Linked DNA regions of Mus musculus: region 1 is linked to region 2. A link is a contact called in public Hi-C data. All regions are on one chromosome and are shown on one strand. Each heading gives the region's core, a stretch centred on a gene start, on an enhancer-like site or on the middle of the called end of the contact. The rest is flanking DNA. Distances are from core to core; before and after follow the strand shown.

What was found. A called contact is a pair of places that touch in the nucleus more often than the background predicts.
Region 1: a contact with region 2 is called in a Hi-C map of short-term hematopoietic stem cells, with 4 times the contacts expected there. The contact joins two enhancer-like sites.

Annotation. Positions count from the first base shown.
Region 1 is chr14:36,616,655-36,619,542 of GRCm38.p6, reverse strand. It overlaps the pseudogene Gm17940. Among named protein-coding and RNA genes, the nearest start is that of Gm25204, 150 kb to the left of the region's middle. Within about 2 kb of position 1,357, at least 15 of the 459 cell types and tissues checked have an H3K27ac peak or open chromatin away from gene starts, as enhancers often do. A contact at or near this core is called in short-term hematopoietic stem cells, where this site is marked.
Region 2 is chr14:36,314,930-36,318,057 of GRCm38.p6, reverse strand. No RefSeq gene overlaps it. Among named protein-coding and RNA genes, the nearest start is that of 4930474N05Rik, 220 kb to the right of the region's middle. Within about 2 kb of position 1,472, at least 94 of the 459 cell types and tissues checked have an H3K27ac peak or open chromatin away from gene starts, as enhancers often do. A contact at or near this core is called in short-term hematopoietic stem cells, where this site is marked.

The DNA of each region.
Region 1 (2,888 bases), core at 108-2,607, 300 kb before region 2:
TGTAGATACTTGGGAATGCTTGAAAAATGTTGTTACCCCAAAATATGGAATTTTGATGATAAATTCTGCTCTACTTTCAAATTTTCCTCATTGGCTTGTTCATTGAGTCTATTTATATTGTACTTTGTAAATTTGTTCAAGTGCTTCTTAATGTTTTTATTCTTCTCCTTTTGCCAGACCAGGAGAGGCCAATCAGCTTTGCAGCAGGAACTTGTCTGGGTTTCTTAGGCTAGGACAGGAGTGCAGATTGCCAGTTCAGGGCCATTGCAGGAGGGGAGTGTCTAGAAGCTAGAAGTCAGAGCTCCCTCCTGCATGCTCACACCGGTTTGATGCATGTTCAAATGTAACTATTTTTATTGTTTAGAATACATTTTCTGTAACTTCAGAGAGGTAGACCTAGGGAATTCTTCAAATTAATTCAAGTGGAAGCAAAGTGTTAACTGAAACCCATCGCCTCTAACTTGACTAAACCTCTTTCTCAGACAGGCTTCAATGTGAAGAAGACCATTGTTGGGCTCCTACCCTTGCACAGAGTTACTCCTGCTGCCACTCTGGCATTCATGTCTCATCTGTCTCCTACCAACTAATTACAGATGGATGGCATAGAACCCCAAAATGACAGTCTTGTTGATCAGGTCCTTGTAATACCCTCCGATGTGTAGTTGTCTGAACTACTGTCAGAGGTAAAGCTCTGTCTGCTGGGTTTCACTTTATCACTTATAACCATGAAGAAGCCCTAAAATGTGGGTAACAATTGCTTTCACAAAACTTAGTAAACTTCACCTAAAATTTTATGTATTTCTTGGTTCACCTTCTTATCACACAAGACCATGCACACAATCTGTAATACACAGCTTCTCTGGATTTTCTTTCTTCTCCTTTTTTTTTAAGTTTCTATATAGATAAGGATACTTTGTGAGTGAAATAGACTCCACCTAAGCCAATCTAGGTTAAACACAAGTGAGTGTGGGATTTGATAGTTTTGGAGTGCAAAGTTAAAGAGTAGAGTTGGCTCAGGAAGGAAGTGACTCAAAATTACCAAAATACCATTAGGGAAATGATCACAGCACAAAAACTATGAGGAAACCAAGTTTTCTCCTGTGTTCTATGTTGCCTGTGGATTTAAAAAAAAAAAAAAAAAAAAAAAAAAACCTCCCTCAGATGGCTTGCCTCTGGGTTTTTCTCAGGCAGGTGTTTTCTACATTTAGGCAAGATGGTTCTAAAAGTTGGACTTATAACTGACTAGCCCGATGCACAGGCAGCAGAAATTCTCTTTTCAAACCCTCCTGGGGATCCCTAAAGCTTGATCTGGAAAATGCTCAGCTGGGTTACCAGGCTTGCTCTGACCCCTGATATGAATCAGCCACATGCGGACTCATGCTTTGATCAGAGAATGTGCTTGGGCTCACTAAGACATGTTCGGTCAGAGGGAGAAAGTTTGAGGGAAAATGAGCTCCGATACTAAAAGAAATGGAAATAATTGTAGACAGAAAAACAAACAACATATCTAATGGTTCGATTTATTTGTCTTTTGCAATATTGGGGGTCATGGGTCACTAGTCTGTTTTTGTTTGTTTGTTTTTAAGGTGTATTTTTTTTTCTCCCATAATGGAAACCTTGTACCTCCTCTGAGAAATGATACACATTCAGAATGAGAAATTCTAGGCTGAAGGATTCTTCCTGCCTTTTCAGAGTTTTCCCATGGCTCTTGCCATCCACAAGGATTCTTGAAGCTAGTGGTGGGAAGCTTCCTATGTCAGAGCACTGGATCCTCTCCATTAGGTACGGAATAGGCTTCTTTTATGCCTTACCAATGGATTTTGAGAAGACTTTAATTCTACTTCTAATGTCTAACTGTTCTGTTTAAATAATTACTGGTAGATGTTTCAATATAAAATGAGTACATACTCATTAAAATATTTGGAAAATGTAGGAAGTTAGGAGGCAGAAATAGCATTGGTAATCTTATATTCCCAAACAACTGCTGCTGATCCGTGTTTCAGAGCACTACCATCCTACAATTTCATTATGAATGGCTTTTAAATATTTTTGTTTGCTTTGCATAGCAGTAATCATGCTGTATACACAATTTTGTATCCCTAAGTATAAAATTATAATGATAACATAGCAGAAGCTTTCCCCTGTGTTATTATAAGCAGTTCCTAAATATCCATTGTGAACAGTTCCATTGATTGAATCATTTCCTTCCTATTGGACACTCAGGTTATTTACAGTGTTTGAATAATGCCGTGATGAACACTTTTATAAGTGAAACACTCCCTACATGGGAGAATATTTTCTGCTTAGTGTAGATTGTATGGAAATAGGGCATGTGTTCATGTATGTATGCTGCCCTTTCTAATAGCTGCAAGACACAGTACAAATAAGAAAGCAATATCCTTTTCCATCAGAAATTGTACTGTCTTATGCAGGAGAGTTGTTTCTCAAATGATACCTCTTTCCTGCACGATGAATGGTTCATCTTGGAGTGGTATAAAACACAACTTCTATATCTCCAAAATGAACAATCTTTCTAAGGTTCCAAAATTTCTCCCCTGCGTTGTATGTGTATTCAATCTTTTTAATAATATTATATGAGTTACACCAATCAGCTTATTCAGAATGTAGTTTTTTTTTATTCTGATTTTATTAGGGAGGTGGTACTCATTTTTTAATCTACTTATAGATAAGTAGATATTTAGATAGCAAATGAGGTTTTGAATTATCATTTTTATTTGTTTCTCCAAAGAACAACAACAATTGTCTTTGTTGACTGCAGATAGCCTTTTCAGTTTTTCCAACAGAGAATGTTAAACAGATATTAAATAAAGCTGCCAGATTTGGCTTTTAGATAGGCAGAAGGTATTTTTTGGCACATCTCCAAGATT
Region 2 (3,128 bases), core at 223-2,722:
GGTAAATCATACAACCCTTGGTCAAGGAAGGTTCCTGATACTTTGTTATTATACCATTCAAAACCTGGATCCAAAATCCAAGAAGACTGTGGGGTTAGGATATAAAACTCAAAGAGTGAGTACTCGAAAACTTTGACTGTTACAGTTTGGGGACAGTTGTTGCATGAGACTCACACTCCATATGATTAACTCTAGGCAAGTAGGGAATATTAAGATGTGGAAATCTAAAACTAGATGTTGGGAACTGAAGCTATTCCAGAACAGGTACAGGGGTTAGCAATCTCAGCCAATTCAGCAGGATTTTAGACCAAGTTTTAATTGTGATGGAACCCTGAAGGTTAGAGGACAGGAAATAAATGAATAGAATTAAATTCACTGTTTGGAAATGGTAGTGGCCATCTGGCACTTGTGTAGTTGTCTATGGATTAAAGTCACATTGCAAAAATCAAAGCCACTGATTAAACTTCTTATATGCCTCAGATATGATAAGAACATGGCATGTTCGCTTTCTACCGCATAAAACCTTATTCATGCTGAATGACAGGACATACATCTTTTACCATATCCTCCTACTCACAGAGGGGAACATGCTTTGACACATACTGTGAAGAGAAACCACTGTCAAAACCAGTCATTTCTTTTCTTCCTGGTATTCTCCTTAAATCTGCCTCCCACTATCTTCATCTCTAGAAAATGCTCAGTCCTAATTTACTTTGTCATTCTCCTTCAAAACTCTTCTCTCTGTCTTTTCTCTTTCAAACCTCCCAGTATGGTTGCTATATATTGCTTCTTTAAAAGAGATACATGACACAACCAAGCCCTGATACTCCAAGAAGAAAAGATGAGAGGACCCTGTGTCCTCTTATTGTGTGGAAGCCTTATTATTTCACATACACACACTCAAAGATCTGACTTTGCTCTAAAAGCTAGTATGGAATATATTCTTCAGATTCTATCTACCCAATTGAAGGTCTTCTTTCTAAGTGTTCTTATTGCTTTATAATGGGGTTTAAATAGCTTTGTTAAATGTCATGTGTCCAAATTTGTAGTTTACACTTGACATTTGGCTTCTGGTTTAACGGTTAATGTTAACATAAAAGAGATGATGATCTATGTTGTACTGTGTGGTTTACTGCCTCTTCCTCATTTCAACTTCCTCTAACAGTATGAGTAACCCCTACATCATTGTGGTGAGTGAGTTAAGAATGACGAAAGAATATACAATGTTATAGTCTGTGCTTAATAACATAGTGGAATACATATTCTTTTTTGTAAAAATAAAATGCTGTTTTAGTTACTTTTTTCATCTCCAAGACAACATATAAAACAGAAGCAACTTAAGGATGATGGGTATATTTTAGCTAAGAGTTTCCTGAACTTTCAGTTTTTTATTGTGGGGAAAGTACTATGACACAGCATGAGGTTACCTGTCATATTGCAGTGGCTGATGAGAAAGCAGATAACACAGGATAGAACATGAAATAGATATAAGTCCTGCCTCTAATGACCTAATTCCATTACCATGGTCCGATATCTAGAAGTGTCTACTCCCATCCCTACGAATATCATAAGATGTGTACCAAGTGTTTAAACATAAAAGTCAATAAATGCTATTTCTCAACCAAATAATAATATACTTGTGTGTGTGTGTGTGTGTGTGTGTGTGTGTGTGTGTGTGTGTACCTGCACATTTGAGTTGAATACATACACAAACCATGGCAGGTATAAGTAGGTCAGCAGCAACTTGGGGTGGTTTGTCTTCACATTCCTTCTTGTTTGAGAAAGAGTCTCTTATTGCTTTTTACTGAAAACATTAGACTGACTGATCTACAAGCTTACAAGGATTCCCCTGTCTCTACTTTTCATTTCAGTTTAAGAACTGGGATTACAGATGTGTAAAATCACATCTGGCTTTCTGTGGGCTTGAGGATCTAAACTCAGGACCTCACACTTACATGACAGGAACTTTACCAAGTCATGTCCCTGACCTACATATAGTTTCATTACATATTCTGAAAAATGCTTTTCAGAGTAATGTGATCCAGAGGAAAATACTCTTTCGTTTTTTCCTACAACACTACAATAATGGATGTTATATTATTTTAAAACATATTCACTGAACCTTTTACAGAAATTTATGTAGAAATCATTTCAGTAATATAAGATCCTACATATGGATAACACTAACAAATACAGTGGGGAAAAGAGAAGTGGAGGAGCATGAGGAGCATGAGGAGGATGGGGAGAAGAAGGAACAGGAAAAGGAGGAGGAGGCAGAGAAGTAGAAGATGACACCACGTTGGGAGAGAGGTGTAGGGGTGAGTATCTGCAAAGAACTGATACAAGGGTGGTTATAGATACAATCTAGATACACTTATGCATGTCTAAATTTACCAAAGAATGAATATTAACACCACCCTTGCATTTTCATGAAACTTGATCAGAAGTCAGGAAAAGTGACAAGGAAATTATAGCAACCAACAGATTGGGAACAAATCTTTACCATCCTATATCCATAGAGGGCTAATATCATATATATATATGATATATATCAAGAAGTTAGACTCCAGAGAATCAAATAACCTTATTAAAAATGGGATACAGAGCTAAACAAAGAATTCTCAACTGAGGAATGTTGAATGGCCAAGAAGCACCTAAAGAACGTTCAATGTCCTTGTTCATTAGGGAAATGCAAATCAAAACAACCCAGATGTCCCATATCACACCAGTCAGAATGGCTAAGATCAAAAACACAGGTGACAGCAGATGCTGGCAAGGGTGTGGAGAAAGAGTAACACTCCTCCATTGCTGGTGGGATTGCAAGCTGGTACAACCACTCTGGATATCAATCTGGAGGTTCCTCAAAAAATTGGACATAGCACTACCTGAGGACACAACTATACTACTCCTGGCCATGTACCAAGATGATGCTCTAACATGTAATAAGGGCATATGCTCCACTATGTTCATAGTAGTTATAATTATAATAGCCAAAAACTGGAAAGAACCCAGATGTCCCTCAACAGAGGAATGGATACAGAAAATGTAGTGCACTTACACAATGGAGTACTACTTAGCTATTAAAAACAATGAATTTACGAAATTCTTAGGCAAATGGGTAGAACTAA